Linked DNA regions of Mus musculus: regions 1, 3 and 4 are each linked to region 2. The links are chromatin contacts, called in public Hi-C and HiChIP or PLAC-seq maps. All regions are on one chromosome and are shown on one strand. Each heading gives the region's core, a stretch centred on a gene start, on an enhancer-like site or on the middle of the called end of the contact. The rest is flanking DNA. Distances are from core to core; before and after follow the strand shown.

Region 1 (3,045 bases), core at 365-2,864, 860 kb before region 2:
TTAATTTTTTTTTTCTCAAGTACACTGACAGACCACTGACTTTGTGCTCAGGAGAGCCGCAGCATATAAACACCTTGAGATAGCTTGTGGTGTTCTACCTAGAGATCAGATATACCCAAACTTCAGCCCATTTTATTTTTGAAAATGGGGGTTTTTTGGTGGCGGCTACTTCCAGATGGAGATGAATGGAGGTCATGGTAATTTGTAGTGTGTTCTGGAATGTCGCAAGCCTCTCTTGAATGTGCAGTGTCCCCCGTGTGGTGTCCTAAGTTCTCCGAGATTTTTGTTACTGGCGTGTCCTACCTAACAAGGATCTCTGAAAACATTGCTCACGGGTATTGGTCACTGACTGTGCATACCGTCTGTCTGCCACAGCGGTTATGAAGCCCTCCTGTCCAAAGAGTCCTCTTCATCAGTGCCTGCCGTTGGCGGTGGCCTGCTTCAGTTCACTCAAACCACCAGGTTCATTTTCTCCTCCCTAGAGTTAGTCCTTTTTATCAGAAATAAACAAACAAATCTGGATTGGCTGGTTTACAATTCAGAACAGTTTATAAGATTTCAATGACTGTGTTTTTAGGCACCCTGACAGTACCTGGCTAGCTCCACTGTACAGAGCAACGCTCTCAGGCCCGACAAGCAGCCTTCCACACCCTGCTCCTCTGCCTCATTCTCTGTGAGAATGCATTCACTACAGTTCACTCACAGAAGGCTACTGTGGTTTTTCCAGGAAACGGCTGCCTGACCAGGGAGGCAGATTTTCCTGGGTACAGAATGAAGAAGCATTTATACAGAAATAGACGTGTGTAACAGCACATACACCGTATTAATGGCTTAACGACGATACCTGGGCCTTCCCAACAACCGCTGAGGGTTGCCAAACTGAGGTTGCTTTGTGTTGACCGAGTGAGCATAAGCGGTAGATATAGCTCTTTTTGTCTTGGCAGGGAAGCTGGCGCTCCTGCCAGACTCTACCCTAAAGGAAAGGGCCAACAGACAATAAGTCCATTCAAACGCACTAGCAATTTCTTCCAGTGGGGACTTTACAATTTCTAAATTGATACAAACTTTAAAACCACCCTATTTTAAGGGAAGTGTATATTTTCCAAAAGAAGTTATATATAGCAATGTAATATTGCCAGATTATTGTTGTTGGAAAGGGGGGAGGGAGGGGGTGGGAGCAACTCCCTTCCCAGTGGCTAAATACACGTTATTGCCGACTGGCCTCATTCAGTCAGCTGCTTCATTTGCTGGACTTAAGCGTTGACATGAAGCTTCCCCGCCACTGCGTGGTTGTTCCACCCATGTTTTACTTCTGTAGCTGATTTTGTTGGGTGAATGGGAAAAAAAAAAAAAGTGGAGGTTCTAACAGCAAACCTTACACCCCTCCACAACCAAAATCAAAAAGTCCTTGGAGGACTACCTATAAAAAGTAAAACGTGCTTTTTAACACAAAGTTCAATATTTGCCTGAGTTGGCACAGTCAAATTAGGAGAAAGTGGGGGAGGGGGGTCTGATTGTATGAGGCAGAATTTCAGGTGAACCACTAAGCTGCTCTTCTGAATTGAAAGAGCCCCCTGCTGGCCGGAGGAGGAACAAGCCTGGAGGGCGGGATGGTAGTCGTCTTGAGACTTCCCACTTCCCTAGCCCAAGATGCAGACACCACCAGACAGTGTTTAGGGCTTGCTCTGTGCCAGGCAGTGTGTAGTGTTCTAGCGCTGAAGGTAGTATGCTAAACAATGAAGACGGACAAGGTCTTTGACTTACGGGGATCTTCACTGCAAACGGGGAAACAAACAGATAATTAAAATAGAATGTCAAGCACAGGTGGAACCCGTGAGGAGCGCTGAGAAAAGAAGCAGAGAAGAATAAGAGAGGGCTGCCTGAGTTGGAAGGCGGAGGAGAATCTGTGGGCGTGGTTTGTGGGCAAGGGGCGGGGCCAGTATGAGAGCCCAAAAGCAGAAGGGATGGGGAGTGTGCTGAGTGCCAAGGAGGGAGTTAGAACCTCCAGTGATACAGTTTTGATTTTTCACGGGAATTCGGGAGCAGCCTTGAACAGAAAACTGACTAAAATCTTTGCCTTGTAAAAGGCGATGTTGTGCCACAGGGAACAGAAACTGCCAATGCCCAATCTGAGAGCCCATTAGGACTTACTGATGTGACGGTTCTAACAATTCATTCAAAGAAGAGTTATAGGCCCTCCGCCCTCAGAGAGATTTTAGACAACCTGAGGAAATGAGGTAGACTCACTTCAAATTAAACTCTCAAGAGGGAATAGAAAGCTGGCTCAACAGTTAAGATTGCCTGCGGCTCTTTCAGAGGGCCTGAGTTCAGGTTCCAGCACCCATGGGCAGTTCAACCAACTAGAACTCTAGCTCCAGAGGGTCCGAGGCCCTCTGTTGACCTCCAGAGTCACTGTAGTCGTAGGCACAGACCCCCTCATACATGTAATTAAATATAAAAAATAAATCTTCCAAAAACTCTAGATTTAGTTCATTTATGTGACAACTATTTTGCCAGCATATATGTATGTGCACTGCATGCATGTCTGGTGCTGGCAGAAGTCAGAAGAAGTATAGCATCCCCTGGAACAGAATGAATGGATGGTTTGGGATGGTGAGACTCCATATGGATGCTGAAAATTGAACCTGCGTCCTCTACAAAAGCAATAAGTACATCTTTTAAAAAAAAAAATTCAGAGTAGGAATGCTTCAAAATGGGGACAAAGTGCTTCAGATGGGGACATATTCACAGAGAAAGGATTTGCAGATAGACTGGGAAGTCCCTCCCATGGGTGCTATCTCTGAAGGATGGTGACAACTCAGAGAACCATGAGAGAAACGGCTAAAAGAAGATCAGTAAGCATGATCCAGTAGCACAGTACCTGTGGAAGTACTGTGGAAGGCCCTGGATTCGATCCCCTATACCGAAAAGGATAAAGGAAAAAACCAAAAGTGTTGGGAAGAACAAAATACTATTTATGAAGGAGACGGAGAAGTCACCGCTTCCTGATGTCCTGGTGGAGTCTGGGGACAGATCGAAAGCATG
Region 2 (3,132 bases), core at 214-2,713:
CGAGGCACCAAACACCGCCGCCTTGGACTGGAAGCTGCAAGGACTGAAGTCGGGGTGTTCGGCCAGAGCTGCCGCCTGCCTTGGGGGTTGACCCAGGGTCCCTGGAGCGTAGCGTCCCGCACCCAGCTCATCAGCAGCGTCGGCGCCCAGCAGGAAGGAGTCCACATAGTAGTTGCCCAGGGCCCCGGTGGTGGCCATTGCAGTAGCCCGCGCCTGGCCGGCCCAGCCCGACCCGCCGAAATTATGAAACTGCAGATTTCATGTAACAACTTGGTGGCACCAGGGGGGGGTGAAGTACAGTCACCTAATAAGTTGCCGGCGCCCGCGCCCCCATTGGCCACGCGCGTCACGTGTCCGCCCGGCAGAACAATAACGCGTAAATCACTCCGCACGCTATTAATGGCCCGGTGTTTTGCAGTCATAATTTTTATAGCAAAAGCCATATGTTTTTATGCAAAGGGATCGCGCAGCTCCACGATCTGGTTTGTTTTAATTGTGGCCAACGAAGATTAAAAGATCAAATCTGGCCTTGCCTCTGTACTCTCCCTTGCCACCCCCCCAACACACACACATACCAGACACACACACTTCTTAAGCGGACTATTTTATATCACAATTAATCACGCCATCAGGAAGGCGCGGGTCCCGCGTGTGAGCACGGCCAGCAGAGCCCCTCACATAAAATTAGACAATAATTGAAGCCATAAAAAAGCAGCCAAATCGCATTCTCACTCTACTGTATTTAAATCTATATTTATGATATTTCATAAGGAGTTATTGTTTCGGAAGCCACACAGGCTGGTGGAAAGTCAGGAGCGACCAACAGATTCGTTTGCCTCGCTGTGGCTCCCTGTAAAAATTTATGAGGACTTGGAAAGGTTAAATTAGACTGTTGTGTTTGGTTGGTGAATACCCTGTAAATAATCCTTGCAGTCCTCAGAGATGTGAGCCCCCCGCCCGCGCGCGCCCCCAGGGCCGGCCTAGAAAAGTCAAATACAAGGCTCTCTCCACCTCAAACAGAGTGACCACCGCCCCTGTCGCGACGCACCGTCGATGATACAACCACCTAAAATGGGCTACCGACCCTAGTCAGACTGGAAAGCCAGCCAGGCGCTTGCACATCGGCCAGATCACCCTTGCTCCACAGGGAAGGCCCCACAGAGCAACCAGAGCAACCGCCAAGGAGAGAACTGCCAACCCTCAAGGGTTTGTGTCACAAACGCCCTGATTGTGTCACAAGCGCCCTGGCCCACTTCTTTGAGCACAAACTGCCCAGCGAATTTTATTCCCTAGCCAGCGGGTTCTAAGCTCCATCATCTGTATGCCTAGTCCCGCTCCCCAGACTGGAGATGGGGAAAATCGCCAGTCAACATCAAGAGGTGTTTGTCTTGCTGAGGGGTCACCTCGCCTAGTTTCTGGGCCCTGTATGAACCGCTCTGGTATCCTTCCCTCTTCTGTTTTTTCCTCCTATTCCTCTATCACCCCACTTTTTTTCCCCTTCCTTCCCATTCCCCTTTTCCTTCTTTTGTTACTCCCCTCCCTCCCTTCCTCTCTTTCCCCCCCGCCCCCATCTCCAGCGCCCCTGCCTTGGTTATCCTTGAAACAGAACAACAGAGATCCCATAGTCAAACTACAGCTCAAGTCCAGTGCTACAAATTAACCCGGGAGGAACACTGGACATTGACTTTAATCTCATCCTTTGGTCAAATGGAGGATGTTATTTTTCACCCCTTAGAATCTTTGGGAATAAGAGAAAAAAAGTGAGAAGGCCACAGCCACTGTTGTTAATGGGAGGGGCGGTGGCCCCATCCCAATCTGGAACACAAAGCAACAGCTCTTAGAAACTGTGTAATTAAATTCACGTGTGAATTTTGTGCCTTCCAAGAGTATGTTTCTCATTACTTCACTATCCACAAAAATGCTGACCCGAGACATTTCCATCTTTGTTTTTGCTTTCTTCCTCAGAAATAGTTCAAGGAGACACTTTCCAACGCTCTGACAGATTCCCCCAAATATTAGGCTCTCCACCAGAGAGGGGCTGGGAAGCTCCCGGGATCCACACCCCCTCGCTTGTCGGCAGGAAGAAGAAAGTGGTCAGCGCCAGGAACTGGATGTGGCCTGTCCTGACTGCCTCAGTCCCCTCCCCCTAATATTTTTCCTTTCCCTGCAAATTCCTCCAAGACACACACACCCCCAACACAACCCAAGGTGTTCTAAATATCCGGTAGTCCTCTGAGGTTCAGGTTTTCATTAAAGCAATAACCCAGGAGTATAACTCTGCTCTTAATTGTAATAGTAAATGGTAGAGTATTCCTGGCTGACTTTTTCATTTTTTGTATTCAGAGAAGATATGTATCATCACCATCATCATTAATATCATTAATATTTATTAATTTAAAATACTTTTAAAACTTTAGTCTCAAAACAGAAAAATTACAAAGAATTAGGTACTGAGTATTAAGCAGCTGTTTACATGTGGCCCAAAAGGGGGAAAATTCATAAAAGGAGATATTGTCCTTGTGAGTCTAGAAACATGATCCTAAAGTATACAGGTTTTTATTTCTGCTTTCTTTTGGATGAGTTGTATACACATCTAGAAATAATAAATGGATGCAACCACACAACACCTCATGCTCAACTGAGAATCTTCCAAAAACGTTGGTCTTTGAAATAAGCCCAGTACCCGGATGCAGAAAATGGCAGAGAAGAGTTGGAGGGAGCCTGGAGTACTGGTCACTCAGATAACAGGTTGTTGGCTGAGCAACGAAAACAATTCCCGGGCATCAGCCTGAGCCGGGAAGGGAAACAGAGTTCTGTGGTCTCAGGCAGTGCCTGTGTTGTTGGGGGTGGGGAGAGGGTGGTTTGTTTCAGGTTTCTGTATTAAGAGTCGTTAGGCTGGTTTTCTTAGATTACAATTTAGTACCAGTGCCCCAGTTTGTGCCCTCCCTGATCTTGAATTTGGGATTGTTTTCACTCATTTAAAATATATTGGACCTGGGAAGGTCTCCCTTCTCAAACCCTCAGTTGCACAAGGCAGGACATTTTCTGAATCTAAAATGGCTAGCAAGCCAGCGAGCAGTCAAGCCTTGGACCCGGTGAGGCTCTCTCATCACGGTCAAAGCCCGAGTTAGG
Region 3 (3,231 bases), core at 149-2,648, 670 kb before region 2:
CCTCTCCTTTCACACACATGTACATATGTGCTCACATCACACACACACACACACACACACACACACACCACCGCATATCAGTGGAATCATGAAGGCCTTGTCTTTTGTGACCAAGTTTTTCAGTTACCCTAATACCCGTAAAGTTCATCTGTGTGGCAGCCTGTGCCCATCGCTTCCGTGTGTGCCTGTTCCACATCTTGTTTATTGACTCATCCATCTATGGACACTTGAATCGCTTCTCCATCTTAGCCCTGTGAATCATTCTGCTATGAACGTGTATACTGTGATAGTTTGTCTATACTTGGCCTAGGGAGTGGCACTATTTGGAAGTGTGGCCTTGTAGGAGTAGGAAGTGTGTTATGTGGGCATAGGCTTTAAGATCCTCATCGTTGCTGTCTGTAAGCCAGTCTTCTCATAGCTGCCTTTGGAACAAGATGTAGAATTTTCAGCTGCACACTGCTATGCTCCTGCCTCGGTGATAATGGACTGAAGCTCTGAACCTGTAAGCCAGCCCCAATTAAATGTTGTCCTTTATAAGACTTGCCTTTGCCTTGGTCATGATTGCTCTTCATAGCAGTAAAACCTTAACTAAGACATGGATGAATATCTCTTTGAGACCCTATATTCACTTCTTCTTCTTTTTTTTCTCCCTTCAAGACAGGGTTTCTTTGTGTAGCCCTGGCTGTCCTGGAACTCACTCTGTAGACCAGGCTGGCCTTTAACTCAGAAATCCACCTGCCTCTGCCTTCCCAGGTGCTGGGATTAAAAGGTATTTGCCACCACTACCTGGTCCTACTTTCACTTCTTAAAAAAATTCATACCAAGGACCCGGAGGGATGGGTCAGTGGTTAAGAGCCACTGGTTGCTCTTCAGTAAATAGAACTGGGTTCGAGCCCCAGTGCCTATGATATGGATCACAAACATCTGTGACTCCAGTTCCATGGGATCTGACACCTTCTTCTGACATCTGTGGGCAGTTGGCAGGCATGCAGTGCACAGACATACATGCGGTTGGAAACACTCATATGCATATAACAAAATAATAAAAGATAAAATATATACTCAGAAGTGGAATTGCTATGTGTGGGGCTTCTATTTTCAAAAATATCATCATCATCATCATCATCACCACCACCACCACCATCATCATCAACAACTATTTAAACACTAGATGAGGGATGGGGGCGCACATGCCTAGCATGTGTAGGAGCCTGAGTTTGATTCCTTGTACCACACATTCAACTCTGAGAGATGTGAACTCCGATGAGCTGACATGATGAATTGGCAGACACAGTTGAAGGGCTGAAGGAAGAAACTTGTTGCAAGAGATAGGGACAAGGAGGAAGGAGAAGTGGACTGACTGCTTCCGTGTTGAGTTAGAGCAGGATGAGTTGGCTCGCCCTACCGCCTTGTGACTCATTGCTTTCAGTTTGAAAGCTCACTGATTGCTTGGCATGGGATAGGGGACTGCGTTCTGGTTTGATCAGTCGGTTGAGCCCAGTATGAGAACTCAGGCCAAATCAAAGGCTTTGTGTACATTTTATTTGAGTACCCTTTTGGTTTTAGTTTTATGTGTTGATTGTTGAAACCCTCGCTCACCTTTTTTACAGAAATATTTGCTGGTATAGATTTGCAGGGGCATTTCATGAATTGATCTGTTCATCATTCGTCACGAATAATGAATAATTTCTATTATTTGACTTGCCTATTTAAAGTTTTTGTAAACTTATTTTTTAAAAAGACTTATTTATTTGATGTATATGAGTACACCATTGCTCTCTTCAGACACACGAGAAAAGGGCATCAGATCCCATTACAGATGGTTGTGAGCCACCATGTGGTTGCTGGAAATTGAACTCAGGACCTCTGGAAGAGCAGTTGGTGCTCCTAACTGCTGAGCTGTCTTTCCTTTTTTTTTTTTTTTTTTTTTTTTTTTTTCGAGACAGGGTTTCTCTGTATAGCCCTGGCTGTCCTGGAACTTACTTTGTAGACCAAACTCAGAACTCAGAGATCTGCCTGCCTCTGCCTCTGCCTCTGCCTCCCTAGTGCCGGGATTAAAGGAGTGCACCACTCAGCCCAGCTCTTTTTTTCACTTTCTTTGATACTTTTGAGACCAACACAGGATGCTTATGGGTTCTGTCCCACAAGGCCCTTTCTGCTGCCTGGTGTTCTTTTTTTCCCCTGGATACTAAGATTCATACACGTAACTTTTCTCTTTCTTTCTTTCTTTCTTTCTTTCTTTCTTTCTTTCTTTCTTTCTTTCTTTCTTTCTTTCTCTCTCTCTCTCTCTCTCTCTCTCTCTCTCTCTCTCTCCCTCCCTCCCTCCCTCCCTCCCTCCCTCCCTCCCTCTCTCTCTCTCTCTCTCTCTCTCTCTCTCTCTTTTTCTTTTTTTTTTAATAAAGTAGCGTGTTGCTCAGTTTTCTATCATTGCTGACAACCTTACAGGCAGGGGGAATTGATTTTGGTCCATGCTTTCAGAGGTGTAGGTTGGTGATTGGCTATCTTGTTACTCGTAGGGTATGGGACAACAAATCGTAGCTGAATGTGCAGAAAGAGGAAAGCCTGGGGTCCCAGTGACTTCAAGGAAATGTCTTCAATGGTTGTTTCCTTACACCACTCTCCATCTCCTAAAGACCTACCACTTCTCGATAGCACAGACGGGGAGCCGGGCCTCGAACACGCGGGCAGCTATTTAAGAGTTAGACTATACCAGTGACCTTTCTGCAGGTGGAATCATAATGAGAAATGAGACATTTGACTGATTCCTCCCCTACGTACAGTTGTCTTCAGTATTAGGAGGCAGTGTGGCTGAGGGCTAGGATGGTGTATCCTGGAGGAGGCGTTGTCAAGGCAACATGGTAAGACAGAGTGGGGAATACTAGAAAGGTCTGTTGGTACCCCTCTGTTCCCAGGTGTGGGCATTCGCTCTTGGTACCTGGCCCCATGTCCACAGGGGAGATGTGGACAAGGTGGACAAGGGTTTGTTGGGACAATTTTCATTCCTAGTCTTCCTCCCGCCTCCCACTGTGCTCCCCCCACCGCAGGGGATCTGCCTGTTTCTGCCTCCCCAGAACTGGAATTGCAAATGCATGCCACCATACCTGGATTTTTATACGGGTGCTAGGGGTCTAACTGAGGGCTTCAGGCTTCTATAGCAAGCACTTTCCTGACTAAGCTATCACCCATATTTCTCTTAATCAGCCAATAAAAGAGTTAAAAACTTGTTTCCTT
Region 4 (2,902 bases), core at 382-2,881, 600 kb after region 2:
GTGGGACTGACCGTTATGTGCTGGCCAAAAGGATAGATGACAAACAAAACACACACAGACCCAGAACAGCAGCTTCTTCTGGGAATCGGGAGGAGGGTAAGCAGGCAGCCCAGGAGGCAGAGGTTGCAAGACGACCCTGATCCTTGGCCATGAGCTGTTCAGGAAACACACAGGCTACAAGACCTTCGAGGTAGCACCATCCAGAGACCAGAGGCTGCTCTGTGGACAATACTTAGGATGGACGATCCCCTCCCTCTTCCCTCCCTCCCTGCTCCCTGTTTCTCTTAACTCTTAAAACAGCACTATCTCGCCCTTGATTTAATCACTTAAGTGAAATCCATGCATCAACGTTAGGCAGCGGTTGTCACAAGCAGGACTCCTCTCTCCGCTGCCATGTATTTTCTCAACAAATGTGGGGATTTTCTTCAGCCCTGTGAAGTATATGGTCAGTTTTACCACAGTCAAAGTCCTGACTCACTTAGGGTCCAGTAACAAGCCTTACAAGTCACAGGTCAACATATACTATCAGTGAAGCAATTACTCTTTAGCTCCAAATAAATTAAACCATGGTCTTTTTCATTGTTGATGTTAAGAATAAAGAAGTCCTAAGGGCTCCCCCTGCACAGCCCTGGGCTTAGAAGGCAGACCTGGAAACTCCCTGCTACCCTCCCCTCCCTCCAGCTTTCTCTGAACAGGGAACAGTAAGAGCCGATCTTACACATGGGTTTCATTGTTAATTTCACGTCCATGTAAAAACAAATGGACAAAACAAAGAGCTGCTGTTTATGAGATTTTGTGGTATAAAACTACAAATGGCTCTTCCAGTTTTCCTGTTTTGTCTTTTCTGAAAGCAAATTAAATTAGCATAATCCTGCTAATAAGATGAGGTATAATTCTTTCCATAAACTGGAAGTTTATTTTATTTTTATTTTTTGGCCTTTTCAAGACAGGGTTCCTTTGTGAGCCCTGGCTGCCCTGTAACTCTCTGTAGACCAGGCTGGACTCTAAATCAGAGATCCTCCTGCCTCTGCCTCCCAAGTGCAGAGGACATTAAGGGCATGTACCAGTAACACCTGGTTGGAAGAAATTTAAAGATGGGAGAAAAGAAATTGGCTCCAGGACCTCTTGGAGTTTTGGCTGCAGTGTCTGTGCAGTATACACACAGCACTGCCTACTCACTGAGACACTGGGAATCTGCATGCATGGCCCTAACTTGATTTGCTTGGTCCTCTGAGGTTTGGAAAACCGTTTACTCTTTCTGGACTTGGGCCCCTTATTACAAAGCAGACATGATCCTAAGATCTCACAGAAGCTGTTGCCATGACCTTAGAAGGTGAACGCAGGGGAAGTACTTGGCCTACTTAGGAATTCTCATCCGAGAGTCTCTGGGCATGGCATTTCCATGGATATTGGTCCTCTCTGACCTTCACCCCAAATTAAAAGAAGGTACTTTTAAGTCTAACAGCCATCTGGTGAGCCAACTCCCACACAGTCCAGAGAAGGGCTGTGGTATGTAGCTATATTTGCAGTTAGAAGGCTCCATTTTTCTTTACTTTCCATTACAGAAGTGTTCATGCTGTGTGAGTGAATGCTATATATGTGCAAATTGCAAATCCACAAAGCCTGGAAGTGGATGTTAGATCCTTGAGAGCTGTAGTTATAGGATGCCGTATGTGGGTGGTAGGAATTTAACTCAGGTCCTCTAGAAGTATAGCAAGCTCTCCAGATGCAATGAGATGTTTTGTTAAAGCGATTTATCCACTTAGACAGTGACTATTTTGGGAGCAAAATAGACTCCATACAGTGGGCTATCCCTTCATATAATGTATGTGCCTGGGCATCTGAGAGGTACAGATTTCAAGTTTCACAGGCCTCGGGGGCTGATATTTTTCCAAAGGATTTTTCCCGTTTTTATTGAAAGAGTTCAGTTGAATTGCTCTAAAGAGCATTAAATCACATTCATGGGAGGCCATTGGCTCAGGCTGAGCTCGTGCATTAGGCTCTGGCAGACCAGAACAACTCAGAGCGCAGCCGCTCCTGCTCGGTGACACTAATCCAACTGAACCTTTAACCGGTCAGTCTTTCATAAAATAGGAGACTTACTAACCAATTAAAAGTGGTTTTTCTTGAACCTCTTGATGAGAGAGTCCCTCTGCTTAACCCTGGAAGGGAAGTAACTTTGCACCAATCTGCTTTGAAGTCGCCCTTGCCCTTTGAAGCCCTTTTCTGCCCACAGGCAACCTCCTCATACCACCAGACCAACTGTTGTCTGCAGAATGGGTTGCCGTGCCACCCCAGAATTGCTAATAAAAGCCAATTAGGTCTTCCAGGCTTTTACAAATGCGCGTTTTGCCTTAGTGCTCTGTTTTCCAGGAGGCCGCCCCTTTATGACTGTGTTTATTCAGCTATTCAGAAAGCACACACATGAATAATCTTAAGAAAAATGTTAGAAGATCTGTGACTGTTCTTGTCTCTTCCTCTTGCTGATGGGGAGCTTGTGAGTGCAGAAATCCTTGGCAAAGGAGACTGCCCATGTGTGCTGCCGTGCAGAGTGTAAGGTAGTTGGTAATTGTGACAGTTTAAGCATTTTAATAAAGATACGTTTTTAAAACGCACAAAACACTAGTGTGATGCGTCTGGACATTTGCTGTCTTTTTCACTGACTTCCTCCCATTTTTTATAGTGATTATTGGTAAGTCACAGATTTTTTTTTAATCTTGTCTTCACATAGTGCTTTAAAACTACAAAATGGGAAAATGAGTCAAGGGAGAAGAGAGTTTTGATACAGCCTCTAAAATCTAGTTTTGTAGTACAACTGACGGGGCAGACAGTAGCTAGGAGGCTTTCAGTGCTTGCTAAGGCTGGGCACTGCTAGGTGGATGCTAAGGCTGGGCACTGCTAG

The links. Hi-C and Micro-C count contacts between places; a contact is called where the count stands out from the background. HiChIP or PLAC-seq counts read pairs in DNA pulled down with a chosen protein or histone mark.
Region 1: a contact with region 2 is called in a Hi-C map of uterus, with 3 times the contacts expected there. The contact joins the enhancer-like site here to the promoter of Hoxa9 in region 2. A contact is called at or near these places in 8 of 39 promoter capture datasets (3T3-L1-derived adipocytes, the HPC-7 cell line, embryonic stem cells and 3 more), 1 of 15 datasets of contacts at CTCF or cohesin (the NIH/3T3 cell line), 34 of 484 Hi-C or Micro-C datasets (B cells, the C2C12 cell line, CD8 T cells and 23 more), 16 of 115 datasets of contacts at active chromatin or transcription factors (acute myeloid leukemia, bone marrow-derived dendritic cells, bone marrow-derived macrophages and 12 more) and 3 of 9 other capture datasets (embryonic stem cells, liver and macrophages).
Region 3: an H3K4me3 HiChIP or PLAC-seq map of bone marrow-derived macrophages shows a contact between it and region 2, with 4 times the contacts expected there. The contact joins the enhancer-like site here to the promoter of Hoxa9 in region 2. A contact is called at or near these places in 8 of 39 promoter capture datasets (the HPC-7 cell line, HPC-7-derived erythroid cells, the SN4741 cell line and 6 more), 1 of 484 Hi-C or Micro-C datasets (muscle stem cells), 14 of 115 datasets of contacts at active chromatin or transcription factors (acute myeloid leukemia, bone marrow-derived macrophages, craniofacial prominence and 9 more) and 1 of 9 other capture datasets (adipose tissue).
Region 4: an H3K27ac HiChIP or PLAC-seq map of embryonic stem cells shows a contact between it and region 2, with 2.5 times the contacts expected there. The contact joins the enhancer-like site here to the promoter of Hoxa9 in region 2. A contact is called at or near these places in 6 of 39 promoter capture datasets (the SN4741 cell line, cranial neural crest, frontonasal cranial neural crest and 3 more), 1 of 484 Hi-C or Micro-C datasets (granulocytes), 9 of 115 datasets of contacts at active chromatin or transcription factors (embryonic basal ganglia, embryonic forebrain, embryonic hindbrain and 5 more) and 2 of 9 other capture datasets (adipose tissue and pancreatic islet).

What each region holds. Positions count from the first base shown.
Region 1 is chr6:51,361,142-51,364,186 of GRCm38.p6, forward strand. No RefSeq gene overlaps it. Among named protein-coding and RNA genes, the nearest start is that of Gm6559, 17 kb to the right of the region's middle. Within about 2 kb of position 1,615, at least 118 of the 459 cell types and tissues checked have an H3K27ac peak or open chromatin away from gene starts, as enhancers often do. A contact at or near this core is called in Th1 cells, cerebral cortex, craniofacial prominence and 8 more, where this site is marked.
Region 2 is chr6:52,225,907-52,229,038 of GRCm38.p6, forward strand. It overlaps Hoxa9 (homeobox A9), which reads right to left and starts at 1,464. Exons shown (of 2, transcript NM_010456.3): 1 at 1-1,464. The coding sequence starts at 198. It overlaps Gm52902 (a long non-coding RNA gene), which reads left to right and starts at 1,598. Exons shown (of 2, transcript XR_003956434.1): 1 at 1,598-3,132.
Region 3 is chr6:51,557,138-51,560,368 of GRCm38.p6, forward strand. All of the region lies in intron 1 of Snx10 (sorting nexin 10), which reads left to right. Among named protein-coding and RNA genes, the nearest start is that of Snx10, 35 kb to the left of the region's middle. Within about 2 kb of position 1,399, at least 72 of the 459 cell types and tissues checked have an H3K27ac peak or open chromatin away from gene starts, as enhancers often do. A contact at or near this core is called in the HPC-7 cell line, adipose tissue, bone marrow-derived macrophages and 3 more, where this site is marked.
Region 4 is chr6:52,821,285-52,824,186 of GRCm38.p6, forward strand. All of the region lies in intron 2 of Jazf1 (JAZF zinc finger 1), which reads right to left. Among named protein-coding and RNA genes, the nearest start is that of Gm52904, 24 kb to the left of the region's middle. Within about 2 kb of position 1,632, at least 8 of the 459 cell types and tissues checked have an H3K27ac peak or open chromatin away from gene starts, as enhancers often do. A contact at or near this core is called in embryonic stem cells, where this site is marked.